Regions from separate parts of the Mus musculus genome. Here region 2 is linked to region 1. The links are chromatin contacts, called in public HiChIP or PLAC-seq maps. All regions are on one chromosome and are shown on one strand. Each heading gives the region's core, a stretch centred on a gene start, on an enhancer-like site or on the middle of the called end of the contact. The rest is flanking DNA. Distances are from core to core; before and after follow the strand shown.

Region 1 (6,896 bases), core at 1,596-4,095:
AAGGAGGGGAACATTTTAAAGTAGACCAAATTCCTATATATTAAATTCACTATGAAGTTATAAACAGAAAAGGGGCAGCCAGCTCTTTCAAAGACTAGAACAACAAAGAGAACTTGGGAATCAAGGACCAGTAAACAGTGTTGCTTTTGCTGCTCAAGGGAGTTGTGGGGCAATCTAAGGCAGAAGTAAGGAAGTTTATGTAAAAACGAATAAACAAACAAAAAAACCTAGAATATAATTGAAACAAATGGGAAGATGGCTCCTGAGCTTCTCAGACATATTTGAATACTAACTCAATCAGTCTGTTGAGAAACAAACTATGCAGAACTATGTCACATTAAAATGTTTCAGAAGTACTTTTGCATATTATTATTCACTTTTGCATACCTAAAAGGTCGAAAGAAAGTTAGCATCTTAAAAATTAACAAACAAATAAAAAAATAGTAATTACAATAACCAGTGCTCACCTAGTTTCTTGGTTGGACAGATAAGGTAGTCAGGATGTGGACTGTGTTAAAGAGGAAGGACAGTAATGCCACTCATGGAAACCTAGAACCCAGTGGTCAAGAATGCAGGTCAAAGAGTCAGTTTACTTGTGTCTGAAGTTTGATTCAACTACTCATTAGCTTTGTGATTCTTTTGTTTTTCAAAACTTAACTTTATTTTGAGTTCTTAAATGTTTCAACCTACCTTCTACCCCACCAACCAGAGGTAAGAGAGAAAGGTTATTAGGAAAAAGGGGCTGTGGACCTATTGAGAAGCAGTCTCTTGCAGGCATTTTTTAAATTTAATTTAATTTTAAATTATTTTTTATACTACATAGTCCACTCCCCACACCCCCACCCATCCTCTTTCTGCTCTACATCCCACACCTCCTCCCCACTCCACCCCATCTCCACATGGATGTCCCTACCCGCCACCTCACCTGATTTCTAAACTCCCTGGGATCTCCAGTCCCTTGAGGGTTAGGTGCATCATCTCTGAATGAACACAGACCTGGAAGTCCTCTACTGTATGTGTGTTGGGGGCCTCATATCAGCTAGTGTATGCTGCCTGTTTGGTGGTCCCGTTTTTGAGAGATCTCAGGGGTCCAGATTAATTAAGACTGCTGGTCCTCCTATAGGATCGCCCTTCTCCTCAGCTTCCTTCAGCCTTCCCTAATTCAACAACAGGGGTCAGCTGCTTCTGTCCATTCATTTGGTGCAAACATCTGCATCTAACTCTTTCAACTGCTTGTTGGGTCTTTCGGAGGGCAGTCATGATAGATTCCTTTTTGTGAGCATTCCATAGCCTCAGTAATAGTGTCAGGCCTTGGGACCACCCCTTGAACTGGATCCCACTTTGGGCCTGTCTTGAACAACAAACTTCACAAACTGAACAACAAACTTCAGTTTCCTTAGCTACTAAACAAGAACAATAATATTTATCTACTAGCTTTTTCTGTTTTTGAAACAAGCAAACTCTTTATATTCCAAACACAAAGCACAGTACTTTGCACATAGCAAGTTTACAGTAGACATCTTTTTCACAATTATTTTATTTTATGTGTCCATGGAACCCCGAAGAAGATGCTTGGATTCCCTGGAGCCATCTAATGTGGGTGTTGAGAAGCAAACTCAAGACCTCTTCAAGAGGAGTCTGTGATTTCAATCACTGAGCCTGTTCACAGAGCAGTAGGTAAATGAGAGTATTACTGAGGGACTATTTGATCATGAAAATAGCCTATTATTAACCATTTTACCTTTTAGCTTGTATCTGAAGAAGCTCCTATAAGCCTTAAAACATAGCAATATGGATTTAATTGTATAAGACACACCCTGGAACAACATGTCTTCATGTTCTGGAAACATGAATCCTGTGTACTGTTGCTAGACAGGCTACATAGTAAAATACTGTCCCAAGTTTTCAAAGCAACTTATAAAATATTTTCTGGAAGCATCTATAGAAATTTTCACTTTACAGCTATTTCAGTCTTTAAAAATAAACTAGAAGCTGAGCATGGTAATGCAGAACTATAATTAGGGTACTCAAGAGGTGACAGGAAGAGAATCAGGAGTTCAAAACACATCTTAATCTAAACTGCTTGAGGTTCTGTCTCAAAAACCTAAAATGTTAATAGGAATGTAAATTATTTAATATCCTTTTACTGTTTGTCAGCTGATAATTTTACCATTTTAATTACACACCAACAAAGCTTTATAAGCCATGTTACAAGTCTGACATTTTTTATTAATAGTCTTCCCTGGACTAGGTCATAAGGTTTGCACATTCTGAAACAATTTGAAGTTGAGTATATACACTTTATGCAGAGCCTTCTGTTCCAGATGATATTATATATCCAACCATATGAGGAAAGGAAAAGTATAATTCATCAACAGCAAATCAATGTCTCCAACTCTTAATATTAAAAGATGTAGAAAATTTGAAATGAAGCAGGTAGATGACGTACATTTCTCCATATATTATTTCTAGATGACTAAATTTTGGAAAGGAAGGTCAGAGAACCTAAGTAGTTAACTCTACAAGATAAACATCTACCTAGCTTGTTGCAAGCTGTCCAGCAGCTCACATGGACAGGGTACACCTGAGTGGCAGGCCGGCGCTGAAAGAAAGGGAAACTAGGCAGACAAGAGAGAAGTGGAGCCAAGACAATATTCTGATCAAGGCTCAAATGTTTAATGGCGACTGTGCTTATAAAGGGGGAAGGGGAGGGCCATTCCCGCCAATTTATTCTTGGAGCCCAGCTGCAGGTGACCATGTGCAGGATAGGATGTAGTCTCCAGAATAGCTAGGCGGCCTCCCAGCAGGTAGCAGTGACAGTGGCTGAACAATAGAGTGATCTAGGGAGGCTCTACCTTAGATAATCTTCTTAGTGGCAGCAAGGTCGAGGTCTGGCTCAGCCAGCTTCAGGCTTGAGGGAGGTTACAATTTCCTCCCTGTTATTAATATTAAAAAAAAAGCTGGACTGAGGCATAAAATTTATTTATGCTCTATAGTTCTGCCTGATTTCTTTGGGCCTAGTGAAGAAACCTGTCTCAGTGGGATTCTCTAACTTTTCTCAAGGTAAACCCACCTATTCGCTAGGCCATTGTGTTTGGGTAAGGCTGGTTACTGCCTCAGGTAAACACTCTGCAGACTAGCCCTGAGCTATTCCTGCTTGGTCCTTTGTAATGCTTAACTAGTTACTGAGTAGGTAACTTCCTTACTGAATTCCTACTGAATTCCAAGTTTGTCAGCTTCAAGGACTTACTAGGACATTGGAACACTGGCGAAGGGCATAGCTATGTCAGAATTCAATCTTAAAAGTCACTTGTAATAAGATAATACTAAAAGAGAGCACGTGGATCCATACACCAGACTAACTCGGGGATAGGGTAAGAATATACGGGTTATGAGAATGCCAAAATTCCAGGAGGTGAGTTTCTGTGAAACTCTTTGCCCCGTGAGTGCCCCCAGGCCTTTCGGCTTGCCAAGCAAACTTCACTGGAGTGTGCATAGCATTGCCCCATTCTTATATTTCTGCCGAAGTTCCGGAATGGCCTGCCTCGTCGTAACTACAGATCTCAGGAGTGCTCTAAAGATGAGTGGAAACACAACAATTTACTAATAATATAATGCCAATAATAGCAAGTAGGATTATATATTGAACCCAATCCAGGGGATTTAAATCACTTAGGTAATTTTTTAAATCTCTGGCCAATTCATCAATGTTCCAAGTGTCCAAGTGACTATTGCTAATATCTGAAATTTCTGCCTTTCTAGCCTTAATATATGCTATGTCCTGCCCTATTGTTAAGACTACTACTTCTAAGACATTAACCTTTGCCTCCAATCTTTTACATGGCTCTGTGATGTATTATTAATAAACCACGACCTCCTGGCATGTACATCTGTTTAGATTGATATGATTCCGAAATCTGGGTGCCTGCCTTAGACTGTCCGGCCCTCATAGCAAACCTTATTCCCAAATCAGACCAAAAGCCACAATATGTACTTAGAATGCTTCTTGAATGAAGATTAATAACTGCCACCTGTGCTGTTGGAGGTGGGGATGCACACCTGTTGCAGTCAGGCTGAAGGGCATTGACTGACCTGCTTGGAAAACAAAGTCGAGACAATGAGAAGTGACAGTACAAAAGCTTCTTTGGGAAAGTCCAGGTACTTCCTTCAATTGCAAATTTGCAACGATCAGGCTTAGACTTAGACTTAGAGCTCCCGGTGTGGGGGTGGTGACTTTGAGAATTGCAGAAAGACTGCAGCTTCTCTGTGAGTGGAGGCTGTGCTCCAAATTAACTTTTTGGCTAAAGAGAATTTTTAGCCATAATCAAGGTTAGAGTCATACTTACTAGAAGATTCAGGATTGGTGTCCAGTTGACGAAATAATCTCTCAGGCAGCCATCGAGATCTGTCTTCTTTTTGTGAAAAAACACAGACCAAGCCCCTTCCCCAAATTAGGATCAGGTCTGGACCCTTCCATTCATTAGTTAATGGGTCCCACCACTTTACCATGGCATAAGAACTAGAAGTAACTGAATGTCAGTGGCGATCCACTGCAGACTAACCTTTAACATCAGTTTGCAAAAAATTTAGAACAAATAAAGCAAAAACAAGATGTGCCTTTGGTGACCTTGAGGTATATAACTGCCCTTGTTTTGCTTTTAAAAGCCAATTTTTTAAAAGTGCTATGAGCATGTTCAACAATTCCTTGTCCCATGGGGTTATAAGGATTTCCAGTTTTATGTTTGATGCCAAATTCTTTACAAAATGAAGTAAAATTTTTGCTAGAATAGGATGGCACGTTATCTGTCTTAATAAGTTTAGGCAATCCCATGGCATTAAAGGCTTGTAGGCAATGATCAATTACATTTTTGGAGGCTTGTTCAGTATGCAGAGAAGCAAAGAGAAATCCTGAACAAGTATCAATACAACCATGTATATATTTTAATTTTCCAAATTCTGCATAATAAGTTACTTTCATTTGCCAAATATGATTAGGCATAAGACCTCGGGGATTAACTTCTAAATGTGGCACTGGAGATAATGTAATACATTTAGGACATTGTTTTACAATCATTCTTGCCTGCTCCTTAGTGATCTTATGTCAGAGCCTTAAGGTATGGCTAGAGAGATGAAATTTTTCATGATCATGTTTGGCCAAAGCAACAGGATCTGAAATTAAGGCTTCTCCTATTAGAGCTCTGTCGATGCAATCATTGCCTTCAGCTAAAGGTCCAGGAAGACCAGAATGAGATCATATGTGGCCAATATAGAACGGGTGTTTTCAGGCAAGAATGATGTTTTGCAATTGTGAAAACAGGGATCCTGCTGGTGTATCAAAGTTAAACGTACCACAGGTCTCCAATAAGGGTACCGATTGTGCAACATATAAACTATCAGTAAAATTATTAAAAGCCTCATGCACAGACTGAAAGACATTCAGTACTGCTGTTAATTCTGCTAATTGAGCTGAGAGGCCAGGAGTCTTTATGATTACCTGTTGATTATTTATAAGAAATCCAGCTCACCCTTTAGAGGAGCCATCAGTAAACACCAGAACAGCATTGTGTAAGGGTTGTAGAGAGGTCCTATTAGGAAATATCACCTCATGTACATTCAAAAATTTTATCAACCTATCTTGAGGGTAGTGGCTGTCTATAGTTCCATTAAACCCTATTTGAGCAAGCAACCAATCTGTACTGTGCTGTTTCAGCCAAGTGTCTTGACTTACGCTGTAAGGCTGAACAATAATATCTGGCTCTTTGCCAAAATAAGTTAGTGCCTGCTTCCTTCCAAGGATAATCATCTGAGCTACTGCTTCATAATATGGCAAGATATTATGTTTAGGAGAAATCCTCGAATGTATCCACATTAAAGGAGACTTTTGTCATAACAATCCTGTAGGCACATGAATCGTATTAAAAATTAGCAGATGTAAAGGCATAGAGTAATCTATATAAGTGACAAATTGCTCTTCAATAGCTTTTTCCACTTGTTGTAAGGCCAGCAATCCTTCTGAGGTTAAGGATCTAGGGGAGGTTGGATCAGAACTCCCTTTAAGAATATCAAATAAAGGTTTCAACTCCCCTGTAGTAAGCTTTAAATAGGGGTGAAGCCAATTAATATCACCTAACAATTTTTGAAAGTCATTCAAAGTCCTTAAGTTGTCTCTGCGAATAACTATCTTCTGGGGAAAAACAGCTTGATTAGTAAGTCTAAACCCCAAATAATTATAAGGATACTGAGCTTGTATCTTTTCAGGAGCTATTTGCAACTCTTTTTCAGCTAAAGCTTTTTGTAAATCTCTATAACACAAAAGCAAATCCTGGGAATCTTTTCCCACCATCAAAACATCATCTGTGTAATGAATGATGTAAATGATAGGCCATTGTTGTCTCACAGGCTGAATGGCTTGTGCCACAAACTTTTGGCATAAGGTAGGACTATTAGCCATGCCCTGTGAGAGAACTGTCCATTGATATATTTTTCATAGGTTCCTTAAAATTTGTAGATGGAACACTAAAAGCAAATCTTTCACAATCCTTTGGACACAAAGCAATAGTAAAGAAACAATCCTTCAGATCTACCACAATTTTATAATATCCTTTAGGAATGGCTACTGGGGACAGAAGCCCAGGTTGTAAAGGTCCCATAGATACCATGGTCTCATTAACTTGTCTTAAATCTTGTAACAATCTCCATTTACCAGAATTTTTCTTGATAATGAAAATTGGTGTATTCCAAGGGGACTGAGATTCTACTACATGTCCTGCCTCTAGTTGCTCCTGCATTAGTGAAGAAGTGGCTTCTATTTTTTCTTTAGGTAAAGACCTCTGATCCACCCACACTGGAATATCATTAAGTCATTGAATTTTATCGGTGTGGGATGCAGGCAAGAT
Region 2 (6,896 bases), core at 2,188-4,687, 980 kb before region 1:
GAACATTCAGGAGAGAACATCAGGTTGATAGCAATCCCATTTCCTGTCTGGACCATCATGCTGTAAAACCATGGTTGTATGAAAAATGATAGTTGCATTGTTTAATGGTAAGTCTTGAGATTGGGAGATTTTTTTTGACATAAGAATCTGAAAGTTCTGCTTTGTAATTTGGCCAGCTGCTTGAATTCTATTTAAAAAGCCAAGGATCTTGGGAGGTGGTATAGTATAGTGGTTACATGTAAGGATACATAGTAGGCTTCTAGACAGACTGCTTTATATTCTTGTGTTCTCTTGTGTTCTTATCATTTAACAAGTTATAACCTCGGCGAGTTTTCTACCTAGAACCTTCTGACCTCAGTGTAGTTGGGTGTTGGTTAATTTTCCAGACTAGAAGGACCCACATAGAGGCTGGCAAACAATCTCCTGTCTCTAGCTCCAGGGTATTTGATGCCCTCTTCTGGCTCACATTTGTACTGCAGACATGGTATGCAGACATGTAGGCACAACACCTATAAAGTTAAAGTTCTGTCTGCCAAGTGGCCTACTCATTTTAGTGCCACTACCACTGCACTGCCTCCTAAAGCTCACTCTAGTTCTAAAATTAGGCATGGCATGGAATGAGAAGGTATTTGTATCCCCATGTAACTGGGTATAATACTTATTCAGCAGACTAATCATGGCACTAACCAAGATTTCATAAGCCAATGGTCTTTTCTGTTTCATGTGCCTGATCCCTATCATTATCAGAGTCTTATCTTCTAAATGCCTCTTTATGTGGTAAGAAGTAAACTTCCTCTCACTGTTGAGCCTAGGTAAGATTTTATTCATATACAAAACTGGCTTGTCTTCTCAGGGCTTTGTGAGGATAAACAGGCGGTCTGTTCAGGGTAGTACTTTCTGTCAGTTACAAAGCAGCAGATGTTATAGGATGATGTTCAAAGCATGGCCCATAGCTATAGAGAACCTTTTGATTGATCTTGGAAGTTAATTAGAACATTCATGTTTAAATTTTAAATGATTTGTCTTAATTAATAAAAATTTTGAAATTTAATTTGTGTATGAGTTGTTCTTTCTTTCTTTCTTTCTTTCTTCTTTTTTTTTTTTTTTACATTTACACATCTGGTGCTTGAGGCCAGAAGAGAGGGCATCAGACCCTAGAAGTGGAGCTATAGGAAGTTTTGAGATGGTGTGTAGGTGCTGGAAATCAAACCCAGGTCTTTTGCAAGAACAGCCAACCATTGAGTCATCCCAAGTAATGAATTTCTTTTTTTCCCCCCAGAGGCATAGTTTCTCTTTGTAACAGTCCTATCTCCCTGACCTCATTCTGCCCTCCTTTGCCTCCTGAGTCCTGGGATTAAAGGCATGTGCCACCATCATTGGGCACAACAAGTAATAATTAATAAATAAAGCAACTTAAAATATTCAATGTGAGGGTAGAGTGTACTCAAAGATGAAAGCTGATGCAACAGAATAGTGTCACAGAATCAACTTGCAAGTCGGATGAACAGGACCACAAAGTAAACCCTGGTGGCTCCACATGTTGATGTCTAGCAGTGTGCATTTTATGTCTGAAGTTTATGAGGCAACATAGTTTGCTAGAGCTTTGCATTCACATAGCTCCAGCATATTTGGGAACTTTTAGCATGTAAGGGAGATTCGCATAGCTTTGGTCTTGGTTTTAAACTGTAAAAGCCTAGAACGAGTGTGTTAGGACAATAAATGAGTATGCTTTAGTATATCCCATCTATTACTTGGATGTATCTGCAAGGTTGGTTTTACAAGAGTAACTTGGAAGTTCACAAAATAAGTTTTAAAATCTCTTGTGCTTATATTATACTCTTTGACATTTGAGGTTATACTGTATTTGTATTCTTTGTCTGTGACAGCTAGAAAAACTCAAGGCTCAGTTGTTTATCCATGGACCTACTTAAATACTGCTCCCCCAAGACTGAAGTAAAGCAGCTGACCCCAAGTCCAGACACACACTGATTAAATACAGTGATTAGGCCCTGCAGTTTCAAAACCAGCCTGCCTAAGGGAAACAGCCACCATTCCCCATCCTTAAGCTACAGAAAGCCCGTCGTGAAGCATATAATCTGCTTTTCTTGAGGTCCGGATGCTGAGTGGCTGGGTCCTGGTCCCGATTATGACCTGCCCAGAGCCAGAGATGCTACATCTCTTCGAATGAAGCAAGCTATAGCTGTTTGAAGTGCTTTAAATTCTTTTACAAACTTAATTTGTACTTATCCTTACATTTCAAATCTCCACTGACTTAGCTGGTACCAGTAGGACTTAAGTTGCTAGGGGAAAGCAAATCGAACTATTCCATTAATTGAATATGGTTTCTAATGGCTGTAGTTTAGTTTATCTAACATGCATGGAAAAACAGGTTATTTTATCTCCAGCATACATTCCCTTGATCCCAACATTTAGTAAGTTTAGAAGTTCAAGGTCATTCTCTGTTACAAAGTGAGTTCAAGGCCAGTATGGGAAACAAAGCCTGGGAGAAAAGGGAAGGATTTAATATTAGGAACCATGTTTGTTCTTTGTGGCTGTTAATTAGTTCACAACAGGTTCATATTAGTTTGCTTCTTAGCTTCCTTTTAGCCATCTTCTCACCCTAATTTTAGCAGTCAGAAAAACCACAGTTGCAATAGGTAAGCTAGGAAGGGCAGAGTTACAGCAGGATTTAGGAGCTGGGAAGTTTGCTCAGCAGTAGCTCAGCAAGCAGTTAAGAGCACTGACTGCTGCTCTTCCAGAGGTCCTGAGTTCAACTCCCAGTACCTAGTTGGTGGTTCTATAGCTTTATGGGGCCCTATACCCTCTTATGTGCAGATGGTGTGCATACAGACAACATATACTTTTTTTTCCCCCCAAAACAGCCACTTAACTACCCGTAAAGATGCCTCAAAAGTTTAGACGCCTGAGACTGGAGGGATGCCCCAGTAGTTCTTACTGACCTAGAAGACCAGCTCTCAGCATCTGAGAGGGCTGCTCCCAATCCTGGGACATCCACGCAGAAACACAAACATGGTAGCTTCTGAGAAAGGCTCTCACTATATGGCCTGGGCTAGTCTGGAACTCGGATCAGTCTTTCTCCAGTGCTGGGATTAAAGAAATGCACCAATAGGTGCCTGGCTAAAGAAAAATATGGCACTTGATCCTATTACTTTTTGGGGTCTCAGCCTTAGGTGTCCTAGAACTCAGTCTAGTAGATCAGGGTGACCTCGACTCAACGAGGTTCGCCTGCTTCTGCCTCTCAAATACAGGGATTAAAAGCGTGAGCCGCCTTTAAGCACCTTGTGAATAACTGGTGTAGACAGACTAAAGGAAGTTATTAAGTGTAGATTGACCTGTAAAACAGGAGACTAGGCATCTGATTACCTCAGCACTGAGTGCCCAGCGCTACCCATCATCCCGCCTCCTGCTACCCATCAGGCCTTGCGCACCACGCATGCGCCCTGGCGGCTTGGCCACGCGAAATCTGTCTTGAGTGGAGGATCGACACCTTTACTTTACCTTGTTGCAGGTATTTTTTTCTGTTTTTGCTTTTCTGTGGGAGGTGGGGAAAGGCGGAAAATTAGGGGAAAACTTGTGTGGGTCATGTTCTGAAAAACTTGGCTGTCCGTCATCTTGTGTGACTTGCCCGGCTACCTTGTGGCGATGTGGAGTCTGCACCTTCACTTGAGCTAGGAAGGGCGCATTACCTTACTGGAGGTAAAGTAAGTTTGGCCTCTGTTGTCATGTGAGTCGTATCTAGAAACGCAGCAAGGGTGTGGGAATATCTTAACACAGGGTCTCATTGGAGCCCGTAGTTCACAGAAACCTCAGGCGGTCGGCATTACGGCTGTGACATTTGAGGTGAAGGTGTCAGCATATATCCACCCCCCACCCCAAACCCCTGGCTACTAAAGTAACATTGGTTTGTTTTTTGAGACAGGATCTTGGTGTGTAGTTGAGGCTGGCCTCAAAGCCTAGGGTGGCCTGGGACAAAGTCAGCCTTCTGAGTGTTGGGATTAGAGGTGCGGGATATCAGTCACAGTGCCAAGGAAACCCTTAGTACTAAGCACATGTGTATGCCGAGTCTCCTTTTCCTTGGTATATGATTGATACTCCCACTATCAAATACTGTATGACCTGTTGGAGCTTGTACTGGCTGGTTTTGTGTGTCAACTTGACACAGGCTGGGGTTATCACAGAGAAAGGAGCTTCAGTTGGGGAAGTGCCACCATGACATCCAGCTGTGGGGTATTTTCTCAATTACTGATCAAGGGGGAAAGGACCCTTGTGGGCTGGACCATCTTTGGGCTGGTAGTCTTGGGTTCTATAAGAGAGGAGGCTGAGCAATAAAACCAGTAAAGAACATCCCTCCATGGCCTCTGCATCAGCTCCTGCTTCCTGACCTGCCTGAGTTCCAGTCCTGACATCCTTTGGTGACTGACAGCAATGTGAAAAGTGTAAGCCGAATAAACCCTTTTCTCCCCAACTTGCTTCTTGGTTATGTTTGTGCAGGAATAGAAACCCTGACTAAGACAGAGCTGTTGCTTTTTATAGTGAACACTTGAAAAATAACTCAGTCTAGAGAATTTGTTGGAAATGTTTACAATCAAACTGTAGCAACATTGATAGATGTATTGTTTAACTGAATATATAAACAGGCATTTTTAATGTAGAATTTTCAAGCTTCATAATAGATAAATTAGCCTCATCTAATTTTATTAGGCAGCTATTCTTTTAAAATTAAGGCAGTTTGGGTAAGGGATATGAGACGTCAAGATGTATAAAATAACCCAAAGATTATCACTTAAGATTTTTACTGAAAAGATGCTGCAGGTATGTGCAGTCTCATGTTTGCCAAGTATGAGGTGCACTAGTCCCAACTGTCCTGAAATTCACTGTAGAATGGCCTGACCATGAGCTTTAAGAAGGTCTGTGTGTTTCTGCCTCCCAAGTACTGTGCAAGACTTGCATCAGCATTCCTGGTCTTAGTAGAATGCTGTGTGTTTTGGTGTTGGAACATGGCCCCAAAGGGCAGATTTAATTTCTGTTTCTTTGTACTATGTGATGTTTCTAAACATTTGCATGTGCACAATCTTTTTGACATTGGTAAGAGATGGAACTATCTGTATATATGACTTTCTTCATGGCCTTGGAAAGACCAAGGTATTGAGGCTGAAGTCAATATAATTTTATTAAAACAATGTCCATTTTTTAAAATCAAATAACAGCACATGTTTTATTTATTTGTGCCATTACAATTTGACTGACATGTCTTCTCATTCCCTGTTAGGGTTCTTTTGGAGATTCGCCATGTCTTTGTGTGAAGACATGCTGCTTTGCAATTATCGGAAGTGTCGGATCAAGCTCTCTGGTTATGCTTGGGTCACTGCCTGTTCTCACATCTTCTGCGATCAGCACGGCAGCGGGGAGTTCAGTCGTTCACCAGCGATCTGTCCTGCTTGCAACAGTACCCTTTCTGGAAAGCTAGATATTGTTCGAACAGAACTCAGTCCATCAGAGGAGTACAAAGCTATGGTATTGGCAGGGCTTCGCCCAGAGGTTGTTTTGGACATTAGCTCCCGGGCATTGGCCTTCTGGACATACCAGGTTAGTGCCTAGGGGCTGGGAGATGTCTCGGTGGGTAAAGTGCTCCTGTAAGCATGAGGGCCTGCATTTAGTACCATAGGAGAGCTAGGCTCTCATGCGAAGATACCTGATAGGCCACAGTACCCTCCACAAGCACACGCACACGTGTACACTGAAGTGTGATTTGAAGCCTGTGATCTTTATTTATCTTGGTGTGAGGTGCCAGACTCAGGCGCTTGTGCTCACAAGGGAGTGCTTTACCACTGAACCCAATCCTTCTGAGGGATTTCCTAGAAAAAAAGCCCCTTCATTATTTTATATTTCACATAAATATGTGAATGTGCAGAGAACTTTATCTAAATATTTTTATCATTTAAGTATTTGTCACGTGCTAAGTAGATATTTTATATATTTTGTGAATAAACTGTGAAAAGTGTATTAATATTTTTTAAAAGATTTATTTTATGTATATGAGTACACGGTAGCTGTCTTCAGACACACCAGAAGAGGGTATCAGATTCCGTTACAGATGGTTGTGAGCCACCATGTGGTTGGTGGGAATTGAACTCAGGACCTCTGGAAGAGCTGTCAGTGCTTTTAACCGCTGAGCCATCTCTCCAGCCCCGACTATTAATATTCTTATTAATTAATGCTGGAAGTTAATATGTAAGCAGTTATTCCTTAACCAGTTACCTGCATTTGTTTATCTAGGGTGTTTTTGTGGTGCTAAGGATCAGGCCCAGGGTTGTGCACAAGCTAACCGTGCCGAACTCTTTTCCAAAGTGGTTGTATTACTTGGTTTGCTATGTTCAAGTTACATGTTCTGTCTAACATGGGGTTACACATGTGTAAATTCTAGATAGCAAGGATATTTTGAGATCGTATTGTTTTGTTCTGGATCCTTGGAAAAATTAGACTTCATCTATGTGTCCTGTAAATACAATTTTTTTCGTGGTTTTGTCCCATGTGGCCCAGGTGGCCTTAAGTTTGATCCTGCGTACCTTTCCTGTCTGCTGAGACTACATGCATAAATAAACCTTCACACCTAACTTCTGCTGCTTCTCACTTGTAGATAAGACATATTTGTTTTGGTGGTATAGTTTTCTGAGCAGCCGGTTTTCTGTAGTACGCTCATTGTATGCTGTGATTATGTTTTTAGCCAGGTTTTAAATATTGTAATACTGATATCCCTGTATAAACATTCTTTCCACTTGTGCTTGGATGAGGGTTTAGAGTCTATAATATTGTGCTGCTTCTCATTTATTTGGGCAGGTACACCAGGAGCGTCTCTATCAAGAGTATAATTTCAG

What was found. HiChIP or PLAC-seq counts read pairs in DNA pulled down with a chosen protein or histone mark.
Region 2: an H3K27ac HiChIP or PLAC-seq map of embryonic stem cells shows a contact between it and region 1, with 11 times the contacts expected there. The contact joins the promoter of Ccnb1ip1 here to the enhancer-like site in region 1. A contact is called at or near these places in 17 of 39 promoter capture datasets (the 3T3-L1 cell line, 3T3-L1-derived adipocytes, the C10 cell line and 10 more), 9 of 115 datasets of contacts at active chromatin or transcription factors (embryonic forebrain, embryonic limb bud and embryonic stem cells) and 1 of 9 other capture datasets (embryonic stem cells).

The regions. Positions count from the first base shown.
Region 1 is chr14:49,816,205-49,823,100 of GRCm38.p6, reverse strand. No RefSeq gene overlaps it. Among named protein-coding and RNA genes, the nearest start is that of Armh4, 36 kb to the right of the region's middle. Within about 2 kb of position 2,845, at least 6 of the 459 cell types and tissues checked have an H3K27ac peak or open chromatin away from gene starts, as enhancers often do. A contact at or near this core is called in embryonic stem cells, where this site is marked.
Region 2 is chr14:50,792,269-50,799,164 of GRCm38.p6, reverse strand. It overlaps Ccnb1ip1 (cyclin B1 interacting protein 1), which reads left to right and starts at 3,437. Exons shown (of 4, transcript NM_001111119.1): 1 at 3,437-3,529; 2 at 5,291-5,607; 3 at 6,859-6,896. The coding sequence starts at 5,311.